Regions from separate parts of the Anas platyrhynchos genome. Here region 2 is linked to region 1. A link is a contact called in public Hi-C data. All regions are on one chromosome and are shown on one strand. Each heading gives the region's core, a stretch centred on a gene start, on an enhancer-like site or on the middle of the called end of the contact. The rest is flanking DNA. Distances are from core to core; before and after follow the strand shown. Region 1 has its middle 58 kb from the start of LY86. Region 2 overlaps LOC106019881 (a long non-coding RNA gene).

What was found. A called contact is a pair of places that touch in the nucleus more often than the background predicts.
Region 2: a contact with region 1 is called in a Hi-C map of liver, with 2.2 times the contacts expected there. The contact joins two enhancer-like sites. A contact is called at or near these places in 2 of 8 Hi-C or Micro-C datasets (liver and skeletal muscle).

Annotation. Positions count from the first base shown.
Region 1 is chr2:89,797,727-89,803,414 of IASCAAS_PekinDuck_T2T, forward strand. No RefSeq gene overlaps it. Among named protein-coding and RNA genes, the nearest start is that of LY86, 58 kb to the left of the region's middle. Within about 2 kb of position 2,900, at least 6 of the 8 cell types and tissues checked have an H3K27ac peak or open chromatin away from gene starts, as enhancers often do.
Region 2 is chr2:89,840,052-89,845,739 of IASCAAS_PekinDuck_T2T, forward strand. The region is part of intron 4 of LOC106019881 (a long non-coding RNA gene); the gene reads right to left. Among named protein-coding and RNA genes, the nearest start is that of RREB1, 46 kb to the right of the region's middle. Within about 2 kb of position 3,175, at least 3 of the 8 cell types and tissues checked have an H3K27ac peak or open chromatin away from gene starts, as enhancers often do.

The DNA.
Region 1 (5,688 bases), core at 1,650-4,149:
ACTGGCCTGGATCCTAATTACTGCTGGTCTCAACACAAGAGTAGCACACAGCTGTAAATACCTCTGTACAGTATTCCTCTTGTGTCAGGCTGACCCTAATTCTTACAAGGCCCCTGGGGTAACAAATAAAACTTCGACACCGCGCTACCAGAGAAAATTGGTGTGCTAGGTACATTTTGGAAGGAAAAACAACAGCAAGAGAGGAGACAGGGTGGAAATACAGTTTTGTACCCTCTTCCAAGGCATGCAGAGGGGAAGCAGGTGAAAGGAGTCAGAAGTCACTAGTATCTGCAGGCCACATGACGGGATGGAAACCTTACAGCTCAGTGACATGAGGACAATGAGGACTTTCCGGATCATGTCCCAGTGCCCTGCGAATGTTTGTTGAAGAGGCTGGACCATTCCCTTCCCACATCACCCTTCCAAGCATTTGCTCCAGGCATGCTGTTCTTCTGGCATTACATGATTTCTTCACCTTATTTCCCTCTATTCACACAAAGAGCCTGTGTTTCATACGGACCTTTGTTTGAGGCTGAAGAGCAAAAGAATTGCCAGGTAACAGCACTTCACTACGCAGGTGATGGGGTCAGTGTAAAGCCCTGCTAAGGAGGAGGGGAGTGCTGTGCTTTTCTTCTCTCCTTGCCAGAGGTACAGAAAGGAGAAAAGGACAGGGTAGCAAAGCATGTGACAAAACACCAAGTGTGGTGCTTTTGTTTTTAATATCCAGAGCAATGCAAGCATAGTGTAAGATCCTGACTATTTCACAATGATAAAGACAGTCACTAAAATATCCTTTTTACTTCTTTTCAAAACACAATTCCCATCAGACATGCTGGGAAAAGAGTTCAGTTTGTCACCAGGTCCCCAGAGGGTTAGGCACTTGTAACACTCCCTCGTCTTTTATTGTCCTTATTCTTCAAACCCTGCCCATCGCCTGGGTGATTTTACACTGCCCTTCTGCTCTCCTCCCCATCCATCACAGGGTATTTCCCTTTCCCTCTTGCTTCTTCCTCTTCTCCGGTCTGCTCTTGCATTCCAGCTCCCCCCGCTCACCCCCAAAGTTTGTTGGGAGAGCAGCATTCCTCCCGTGCCTTCGGTCCCTCAGCCCACGTGGCCGCCTGCGTCCGGCCAGCAGCTCCCACCCTGGCAGCAGGGCTGCAGGAGCCTAAACCTGCTGCTTCTGGCAGCTGGGCCAATTTAGCTGAGCAGAAGAGCCGAAACTTTGGCAAGAGGTTTCAGCCTAACAAGGGGAGGTGAAGAAGGCACAGTGCAAAAGTCCACTGCTGCATACCAGGAGGTAGAAATCAGTACAGCTGGTACCGTGTGCTCAGCTCTCAGCCAAAGTCCCTTCTCTCAAGGTTGTGCTGGCAGACTGCAAAAACAACGACTGAAAGCTCAGCATGGGAGTGAGCAAAGGGGAACTTGCCCCAGAAGAAAGAATTTGCGAGGAGGAAAGCTTAGCATATTTTGTTTAGAAGTCGAGCCCTTGGCAGGAACTTGTGAAGAGGAAGAATGTTGATCCAATATACACCTAATGTTCTTTAATGCATGTGTGTATTTCTCTCCCAGCACAAAAGTGCTCGCTTCAAGACTCGGTTCTTAATGAGTGGCAGTGTGGAAAGACACCCTCATCTGCTTCAAGACGGACTATATGCTGTGAATTAAGACATATTGCAAGAAGATTTTTACCAGGAACAAATATTTCCCACTACTCTGGGTGGCTGCTATGCCACACTGAATTCTCCCTGGCACACTAGAGCAGATAAATATTCCCGAGAATAAGGCTTGTGAGCCCCGGGTCCTCATTTCTTCTTGGCACGAGGGCGTCCCAATCCTGGGTAGGACTGCGTGTGCACGACTGGCTTCTCGTGTGCTGGCCAGAGCAAAGAGCTACAGGGTCATATAAATAATAGTTATTAGAAAGTGACGGGCAGCCAACACAGTGAAACCTGCATCCAGGACTGCAGACACATCCCCCGTGCTAACTAGCTGCCTCTTAAGATGGCTCAAGATTTCCACGGCCATGCCGTTTGATCTCTCGTTCAAGTGCCACGTCTACGGGGCAAACACATTCCCTCCGTTCCCGGATGCCAAGTTTCACTCCAGCATGTCCAAACCACTGCCCGGCGCTGCAGCACTCTTTTCCAAGGGAACTCTTTCCTCCTCCCTCCTTTCCTCCCTTCCTCCCTCCCTCCTGCAGGTCCTGCTGGTGGCAGCTCGAGGCTGTCTAACGCCACCCTCCCTGCTTGATAACAGCAAGAACCAGGATTTCCTGGTATGCCAGAAGCGCGTTTGCCACTCCTGCCTGTGTGAAAGGGGTGGGACAGGAGGTGAAGCAGCCACCGGGTGTTAGGCTCTGGGTCGTGTCTGTGCACCTTGACATCCTGCCAGGCTATAATAGGAGAGACCTGCAGGGAGCAACGTGTGTCAAAGTTGGTAATTTTCCTTCCTGCCTTCGCTCCTCGAAACCGCCTGGACTGGATAAGCGCCCGCCCTGTTCCTTCTTTGGACAGCCAACGAAGCATGCACACCGCACACGCGGCTGCCAGCTCTGCTGGAAAATGTACAGACCAAAAGATCACCTGTGACTGCACAGCCTTGGCGTGAGCCCTTCTGCACGTCTGCAGCTTGACGCTGCTGCTGCGGCTTTTTTTGCTCGCTGTGCACGCAGCCGGAGGCGCCTCTGGGAACGCTCCCTGCAGCAGGGCGGGTGGCCCCAGTGCTTGCAGCAGCCTGATCCTCCCTGCACTTCTAAGCCCAACTGTGCTAGTAGTGCCTCCTCTCCCCTTCCCTCCCCCAGCGATTTCCAGCTTCCCCAGCCCGACACGGTGTCAGTCCGCAGCTGCAAAGGGCATCCCCGGATCATTTGCAGCTGGATCCGAGCCAGATGCGGCAAAGGCTGGAAAGCTCACTTGTGCTCACAGCGAGACCACAGGTGGCTGCGGCTTGCGCCTACCTACTCCTGCCCCTGTGCCACGCCAGCGTCTCAGCCCAGACGCAGCCTTGCACGTGGGGAGCCGGGCTTGGAGAGCTAACTTGTGCCGTTTTCTGTGTGGCCCCCCAAGCAGAATTACCAAAAATTGCACAAAAGAGCCCCAGTCTCTTCAGGTTTGCGGAGGAGGATGCAAAGCACCCAGGTTAATTGACTCTTTGTCCTCCTTGGACAAAATTCAGGTGCCACGTCATCTAAGGCTGTCCCACCCCTAGCTGGGGCCAAGCTGGCTCAAGTTTTCATGCAAAGAAAACTGATAAGCTTGCCTGGCTGGCAATCGTTGAGCTCCCAGAGTTGCCAGAGCAGATCTGCTTTGCCCGTCCTCCTGCCTCCCCCAGCCCTACATGCTGCCGTCTCCTCTCCAGCTACTCACAGATGCGTGTGGCCAATTTTCCACTTCCTAAGCCCCTACACAAACGTAGGTTTTATTCAGTTTATTCACCTGACTTTTAATTCCAGGGAAAATGGGGCACATCGGTGGCGTCAGCACGTTCCTGGTTTCAGGTTTTCTGCTCGCAGAGGTGCTCACCACTGGGCTGGTTTGAGAGCTGGGAGCCGGGTGCCTGGTGGTCCCCTGGCAGCAGCAGGGAGGACCACGTACTTGCTACCAACTAATTCAGCCAATTTATTTTAAAACGCTGTATCAAGACGGGCACAGCGTGAACAGAGAAGTGCAAACCCGCAGAGATCAAGAAGGCACTCCAAGCTGGGCATTACTTTATTCTTCTGTCTGCCTCTGTTGTCTGTGTGGGTGATTCAGAAAACCCTGTTTAATAAGACTCAGCTCCTGCCATCTGTTAAGTGAGGCGCTATAGGGACTGGGTATTGTAATGCATTGCACAACAGAATTGCCTGTGATTTAGTGTACTTTGTGCAACATGTCCCGTTGCCATCGCTCACAGGGATCAGGGTGAGGCTTGAAGGATCCTTTTCTCTTTGGGGCGTAGTGACTCACTGCGGTGGATGAGTGGGCCACGTCGACCCTTCGCATCCCCCCAGCTCTGAGTCAGAGGCTCTGATTACAGGGACATGTTTAGGATTACAGACAAGCACTTGCCCAGAAACCTCCTTCTCTCCTTGGTCTGCCAGCATCGCTGCTAGCGGAGCTCTTGTGCTCTCTCAGATGAAGCGGAAAGGATGGAAATTCAGGCACCCTCCGGATGGCCTGCAACCGTACACCCAGATGTCAGATCAAAGGTACCAATCGATCAGCTGGGCCGGTGACACCCAGGCACATAGTGACGGGATGACATAATCACATCCTTTCTCACGCCAGGAAATCTTCATAGTAAAACACAAATATGTACCGGCAGTTCATGTAGGTGGGTGTTTTGCAAGATGTCTGGCTGTGCGGCAGGGGCTCCCGGTGGCAGGGAGCAGGGGCATCATTTTACAAACCTTTGGAGACAATGTGCTTTGCACTTTTTGAGGCAGTCGTGTGTCTGGCTGTTGTGGTGAGACGGCAGCCTTATTTCTTGAGAGCATCACTCCTGCCCTTTTCCACCTGCTGCATCAGAGGCCACATCTGGCAGCGCAAGAAGAGCCTGAGTGACGGGCTGGCACAGGACCTCCCAGACCCTCATGGCTGAACTCTTCCTGGTGCTGGAAATTAGGGGTGGTGGGAACAGAGCTGGCTGAGCCTCTGCCCCTGGCAAGGTGTTTTCGCTCACCTCCTCAAAATGTGTGGGACAAAATCCCCGGCTAACTGGTCCCTGCCATTTTGGAGGACCATCTGCAGTGTCCCCAGGGGAGGCATGCCCTGCTCTGCGCGGGAAGCACATCCCTTTCTGTTTCAGCACGCCATCCGGGCTGCTGCTGCTGAAATACCTGACCTGGTTTTACAGGGATGGATACAGTCACACACAAGCATCAGCGTTTGGGAAGTGACTCAGAAAGCCAGCTATAGGCACTAATGAAATGCATTTTTAAAAAAAAGATAGAGGAAGGGCTGACACCAAAGTGAGCAACGGAGGACCCAGAAACCAATGGGTTTAACACTTGGTCGACAGAACTAATTATGGGGAAGGAGCTGTGAGCGTGTTTCCATGCAGCTGCTCCTCCCGCACAGCTGGAAGCTCAGACGCTGCGGAGGCCCCGGTTGCACCACACCTCTCCACCTCTTGCTCAAGCTCCCCAGGTGAGCGCCTGGCTGAGGTTCCCGCAGCGCCGTGCTGTGTGAGCGAGCATCCGCCAGGGACAGGCGTGTTGGTGCGTGCTGCCAGCCCGCTGCCTTCGCCTCCCCGCAGGGGGAAGAGGGGAGGAAGAGGAGGAATTGCTGGGCTTGCATGGCACAGCTGCCCGCCTGACCCATATCCCTGTGCCCGTCCCAGGGCTCGGCCTCTCAGGCACAGCATGGGAAGCACGGGGGAGCACCCACGCAGCCACCCCAGTGACGGCGAGGGCCAGTTTGTAGCCGGAGAGGAAGTTTACTTTCAGGGAGTTCAGCTTTCCAACGCCAGCATCAAGCATGGCTGAAAAACAAAAGGCCAGAGGGTGGGAGGAAACACATTTAAGAAGCTTCCTATGTGCGAAACCGGCCCAGCTTTCTCAGTCAACAGGAGATGCTGCATCCCTCTCCCCTTGGTCAAAGGCATGCTGCGGTCTGGCAGATGCCTGTGCCAGAGCGTTATCTCCCATCTCTCGCAGATGCCTGCGAGCAGGCAGCTGTAAATCAGGGTAACTTGGAGCCGTGCTCC
Region 2 (5,688 bases), core at 1,925-4,424, 43 kb after region 1:
TGGCATCAGGTCCTCTGTGTTGCTGTAAAAACAACTTTGATCTTCTTTTGTCTTCTGGCAGAAGCACGGCAGTGGGAAGGACAAAGAGGGAAGAGGAGATCACAGAGTATGCAAGCACCCACCACCTGGGAATCCCCCAAATGTGGGAGAGGGCTTCCTTTGCCAGAAAACTCAGCCAGCTGTTTTCCCAAAGGGCTCTTAGGGGCTACAGATATCTATGCATAACAAGGAGCATCTTTTAGCTTGCTCTGCTTTTTATTAAAAAATCAATAAGCACTCTCTTAATTCACTTAATGACATCTTTCATTCACTTCCCACACCCAGTCATGCACTGAAATCAGACGGATCTTAGTGAACCTGTATCACTCTTTTCCTGGAAAAGCTTGGCATTATTTCCTAGTAATAACTGCAGAAACCTTATGGAAGAATCCAATTAAGCAATAAAGTACAATAAAGTACAAACTATTATGCTAACATAACAATTCACACCTACGGTATTGCTACTAGATTCACACCTGCAGTGTTACGTAAAACCAAAAGCCGGGAACTATTAAAACAAGCTAGCCAATTTAATATTACAATATAATTTGTGCCTGGGGATACACGGCAGAAATTATAAAATATTGATATGTATTTTTATTTGAGTGTGAACAAATATCTGAATTTTAATAGGGAAGTGGTTTAAGAGGTAAATCAGATGTAGCCTGACCCACTTAAAACTATACAAGGCAAAATGCTGAAAAGCAGCCTGTGGGCTGGGAGCCTGCAGGAGGAGTGGAAAGGTGTGGATGAGGTGACACCACAGTGTCTCACATCTGCCCTGTGGCCCACTCTGACAGGGCAGGTACTCGACTGACCTTAGATGGAGTATCTAATTGAAGCCAACAGAGCTATTATTTATATACGTAGGGCTAGCTGCTGGGGTGGAAGCACTTGGACAGAAAAAAATTCAGTGCTTAGTCACAGTATCTAGCATGCATTCTCTTTGAAACATCCCCCGGTGATAGTTATCATAATTATACTTCCTTACTCAGATTAGTTACAAAGCAATTAGACTCTGTCGTCTGTTCTTGCTCTGTGAATAGTTTCTGCTGGGTTGAAGGCACGGGACATGGCACTACACAGCTGTGTCAGCAGCTGGCTACCCCATCCAAAAGCACTTCCAAACAAGGAAGAACTAAAATCAACAAATCCAGAGTCCGCCAGAACTCCCTTCCTTATCCCCAAATTCTTCAGAAAACAAGAAAATGACATTGTCTTATACTTTACTTATGCACGGGGCTGGACTTTCACATTTCCTTTGATGTTGACCCTAACTGAACCAGTTGCAGAATACTAACGAGGCAGTTGAGTGATAATATTCAACTTGGGTACCTGGGACTTAGCTTTCCCATCTACAATGGTGGCAAGCCAGAGAGCAGAAGCAGCCTCCTAGTGCTATAATGCCTCTTAGGTACAGGGGGCATGGGGGAGCTGCATGCTGCCATGCAGGAGTTCGCTGGTAGCGCACCTGTAACTCAGCGCCTGAAGGCAAACGTGGCCTTGCAGGCGAACTGAGATGCCCATGCTCATGCAACATCTAAGTAAACACAAGTATTAGTGATGGCTCCTTTGACAGGCTGGGCCCTTAACTAACGAGCCCCATAGCTTCTGTGTCTCCTCATGGACCTGCCTGCCTGAGGCGGGTTGCCTCCACTTGGCTACTGCATCCTTCTCTTGCCTGACCCCCTCTGTGTCCTCTTCCCCATCTGCCTAACAAGCTGCCATGAAAATAATCTTCCCCTCCTGCTGCTCCGACCTTGTCCCCGGCTGCCCTTGGAGGCAAGGCATGTGCCAGAGGCCGCGGCTACCTTGGCTGGTGACACTTTAACCGCAAGCAGCCAGGCGGGCAGGCCAGAGGTCAGGGTGGTCCCCGGGCATCGCCTCTGCTCCCCGAGTCCAATTCTCCAGCCTGTCCCTGCTCCTGCAGCCGGCCTCCTCGCACTGTTGTAAAACACCATGACTCCCTCCCCATTAATCCTGCCCTGGCCCTGGCCAGCCCGGGCAGGGGGCTTCAGTGGTGCTTTTGGCCTCAGGTGGGCCCCTCGGAGATCTCCAGACCTTGCCAGGTGCCTCCAGGGGTCCACGCGCTAAAAGGTCCAGGCCCACCCTCTCCACAGGGGGCTGAGTACAAACAGATGAAGAACCTGGTGGGAACCCCACAAATTAACGCCCACAGAGTTGCTCAGGACTACACTAATTAGTTCAATAAAATCTTACCGGCTGGGATTTCTATGGAAACCCAGCAGTCCCTGCCCCCACCAGGGGTGACACCATCCAACTGCTTCAGCAAAGGTGCTGGGAAGTTATCAGGGACACTTGGCTCAAAACTGAGCTGTCTTGCAACATTTTTCTGAAGTGCTGTTTGCTTTGGCCTGTGGATTCTATGAGGAAAACAAACAACAACAACCAAAACACAGCAAACACCACAAACAAGTAGATAATTTCTAGGAACAAACTAATGGCTTTAGGGATAAAGCCTGTGAAGAGGAAAAAAATAAAAAGAAAAAAAAAGGCAAATGCAGTGGAAGCTGCTAAACTTCAGAAGTGTCTGGAGCATGCCCAAGGCTTGTATTAAAATTAAAGGGGATGAAAATGGGTCGGATCTTTTCATTTTACATTTGTATTCTACCTGTTCAAGGGGCTCCTTGAAACCTTGTAATGACTGAAAGTGTATTTCATAACTCTGAAAACAGAAGAGAAGTAAAAGCAATCACTTCTTTCTCTGTCTTTTCTGTGAAACAACATCCCTTTAGAAACACACAGCGCCCTATTCAGTACCCAAACTGTGTTATTAAACTACCAGACATACACACAACTCTAAAACCTAGAAATACAGAGCGGGGGGACACTATTTTTTTTAAAGAAGCCATTCCTAACGATGTGGCAAGGAAAAAAAAAAAAAAAAAAAAAAGGCGGAAAGACACATTTTATATTAGGACCAGATGTGGAAAGGGGGAAAAAAATTAAGTTTGTGCCAGCCAGCATCGAGGAGGATTTTTATGCTTCAGCTTCGGAGCTGAGCCTGCAGCACGCCGTACCACATGCTGGTATCAGTCAGTCTAAGGGCTACAGCATATTAGCAGCGTAACGCTCTTGCCAGCAGAGAGCAGGGAGCTGGTAAACTAACAGCAACCTCTTCTCCCTGTCTAGTACTTGCAGCCTTTCGGAAAGTTAGTGAAAGCCTGTTCAAACTCCGCTGCAGTCCAAACTTCAAGCCCATTGAAAAGCTTGCTCTGGCCCCAGTCCAAAGTCCAGTGTTTTATTACCAGTCTCATGTCTTTCTGTCCTTGGTCTTCTATTATCCACTTATTTTCTTAGCTTTTTAGAGAAAAATAATAATAAAGCATCCTTATAGTACAACAACTATCTTAACAAATTCTGGTACATGCCGTGGACCTCGTTAATTGATTCCACATCCAAAGCACAAGACTTTGGGCTATTTTTGTTGTTCAGAGCTGTACATTGGCCAACATCCTCTGCATATAATTAACCCCCTATTTCCATGGAATCTCTGCATTAACTTATTACAGGCTCAGCTGGTAATGAACTCCCAGGAGAAGTCCGCATACAAACACTGGCCATTGGCTTTGCTGCCCACGTGGATTAAACAAAAATTAATCTCATCTATTTGGTTATTCATTTGGTGTCTTTAAATTGGAGGCGTTTTTCTGCTTCGTTTGATGCACACAAAGAAAGAGGGATCTGGCTACTGAACTTTATCCAGAAACATCCATGTGTGGAGCAGATTAATGGGAACTTTTCATACCCATAATAGCTTTACAGCAGCAAAGTAGAACACGCAGTTCTCCCCGGGTGACTATAGTGCTCTGGGAGACAGGGAAAACAAATGTGGCTAGAAGATAGTAATGTTTTGCTCATCAAGCACTGCGTAGTTTAGACATCATTAAAGTGACATGTTTAGAACCAAGCCTGGGAGGAAACTCAGCTACTACGGTGTATGTGTTTTTTTTAATGCTTTTTTTTTTTTTTTTTTTTTTTTTTCTTTAAGACACTCTGAAGCTTTTGGACACTGCAATAAAAAGAAGGATGTGACAGACAGAGATGTCCCAAAGCAGCTGCTGGTATCAAGTGACCATATGTAAAATGGTAAAAGGGAACTGACAGGAGGACTAGCAAGGAAAAGCAGCAGCAGCAGAGCTTACCAATTTTCCCCCTCTACCTGCCTCCCTTCGCAAATTAGTCTTCATAAATTAAGATATCAGATCAGCTATTTTTATACCACTTATAACTTAACATGTAGCGAGCACCTGGCTGGGGCCCAAAAGATGAAGGTCCTTCTCCAGGCTTTGCACTGACCACAGATAAGTCACTGTACTGTTCCGTGCCTCAGTTTCCCCATTGGTAAAGCTGGAATAACAATAACTGCATCCCTTGGAAAATGCTCTGAGAAGTACCAGGGAAAAGACTGTAGGAGAGTAACTCTAAGTGAACTCATTTCTCCCCTGCTTCCTTAGCATCTCATCAAACCTCTCCTCAAAAAAGGGGTGGCTCTTGGGCTTTCGGGTTGAATATACCATAAATGGTGATTGGGTGGGTGGCACTTCATCCACCAGCTTGCATGTCATTGTCTGTGCTGTTCTTACACCTCCAGAGGACACAGCACAGAGATCCTCCTGCAGTTTTTGACGGTACATTTCCTTATATTGTATGGACATCTCTCTGGTCCATCAGACTTGCATTGAGGTTTCCTGAACAGATGTCATGGGGCCTCCTGGTCTTCTCTCTGCCACAGCCACAGAAGCTGCTTCTTGGCATAATTTACTTCCACACATTAAAACATGAAGCAAATCCAGCTATCCTGAAGAGCTTCCTCAACTTGAGCCTTCCAAATACTTGGTCTACCTTTAGTGGACGGTACTAGGCACATTTCTCACTGGAAGTCCTGGCATAGCAGACCTGCCATTCCTCTAAACATCCCCTCCCCACTTGTTGGGAAAAACTCATTACTTCGAAAGGTATTTACACAAACTTTCAGTTGGCAGAGGGGGTCCACGTGCTGTTAAATCCCATAGTCCAGTTTAAGTCCTCTCCTTGTACGACATTCCTGTTGTTGTAGGGCTTTCTGGAAGAGGAGCAGAACTGGAAATACGCTTTGGGGATTCTCCTGGTACAGAGGAGCGCTGCTATTCTTGCAAGTCAAGGATGTAACCCATCAGAGACCAGGACCTTGAGCTGACCTCGGAGGTGGCCTGAGCAACCTGAAGGACCATAAGCAGAGTGGAGTGAAGGGGGCTATGCATACACCTGCTGCCCTACAACCTGGCTAAGACAGGACACCCAGTCCCAACCCCACTGCCTTTACACTTGCAAACAGGGGTAACAAGGACAAAAAGGCTGCAGCTCTGCCTTATTCAGGGTGAGCTTTCCAGACTCACGTGGCAGCACGGGGACTCGCTCAGGTGGTTAAAGGCTGGGGCAGCGATTCCCAGCTGGTCGGCACCCGAGCCAGCTGGATTACAGCCTACGTGCCTCAAAGCCTCCCACCGCCGTGCAGACGTCGCCCTTGACAAGCAGGGGCAGATGGGTTTGGGGAACAGCGAGTGCAGTGGCCCAGCTCATTCTCTGAGGCATCCCTCTCTGCCTGCCCCCCACCTTCCTCAACAGCATCTCCTGTGTGTAGTGGGG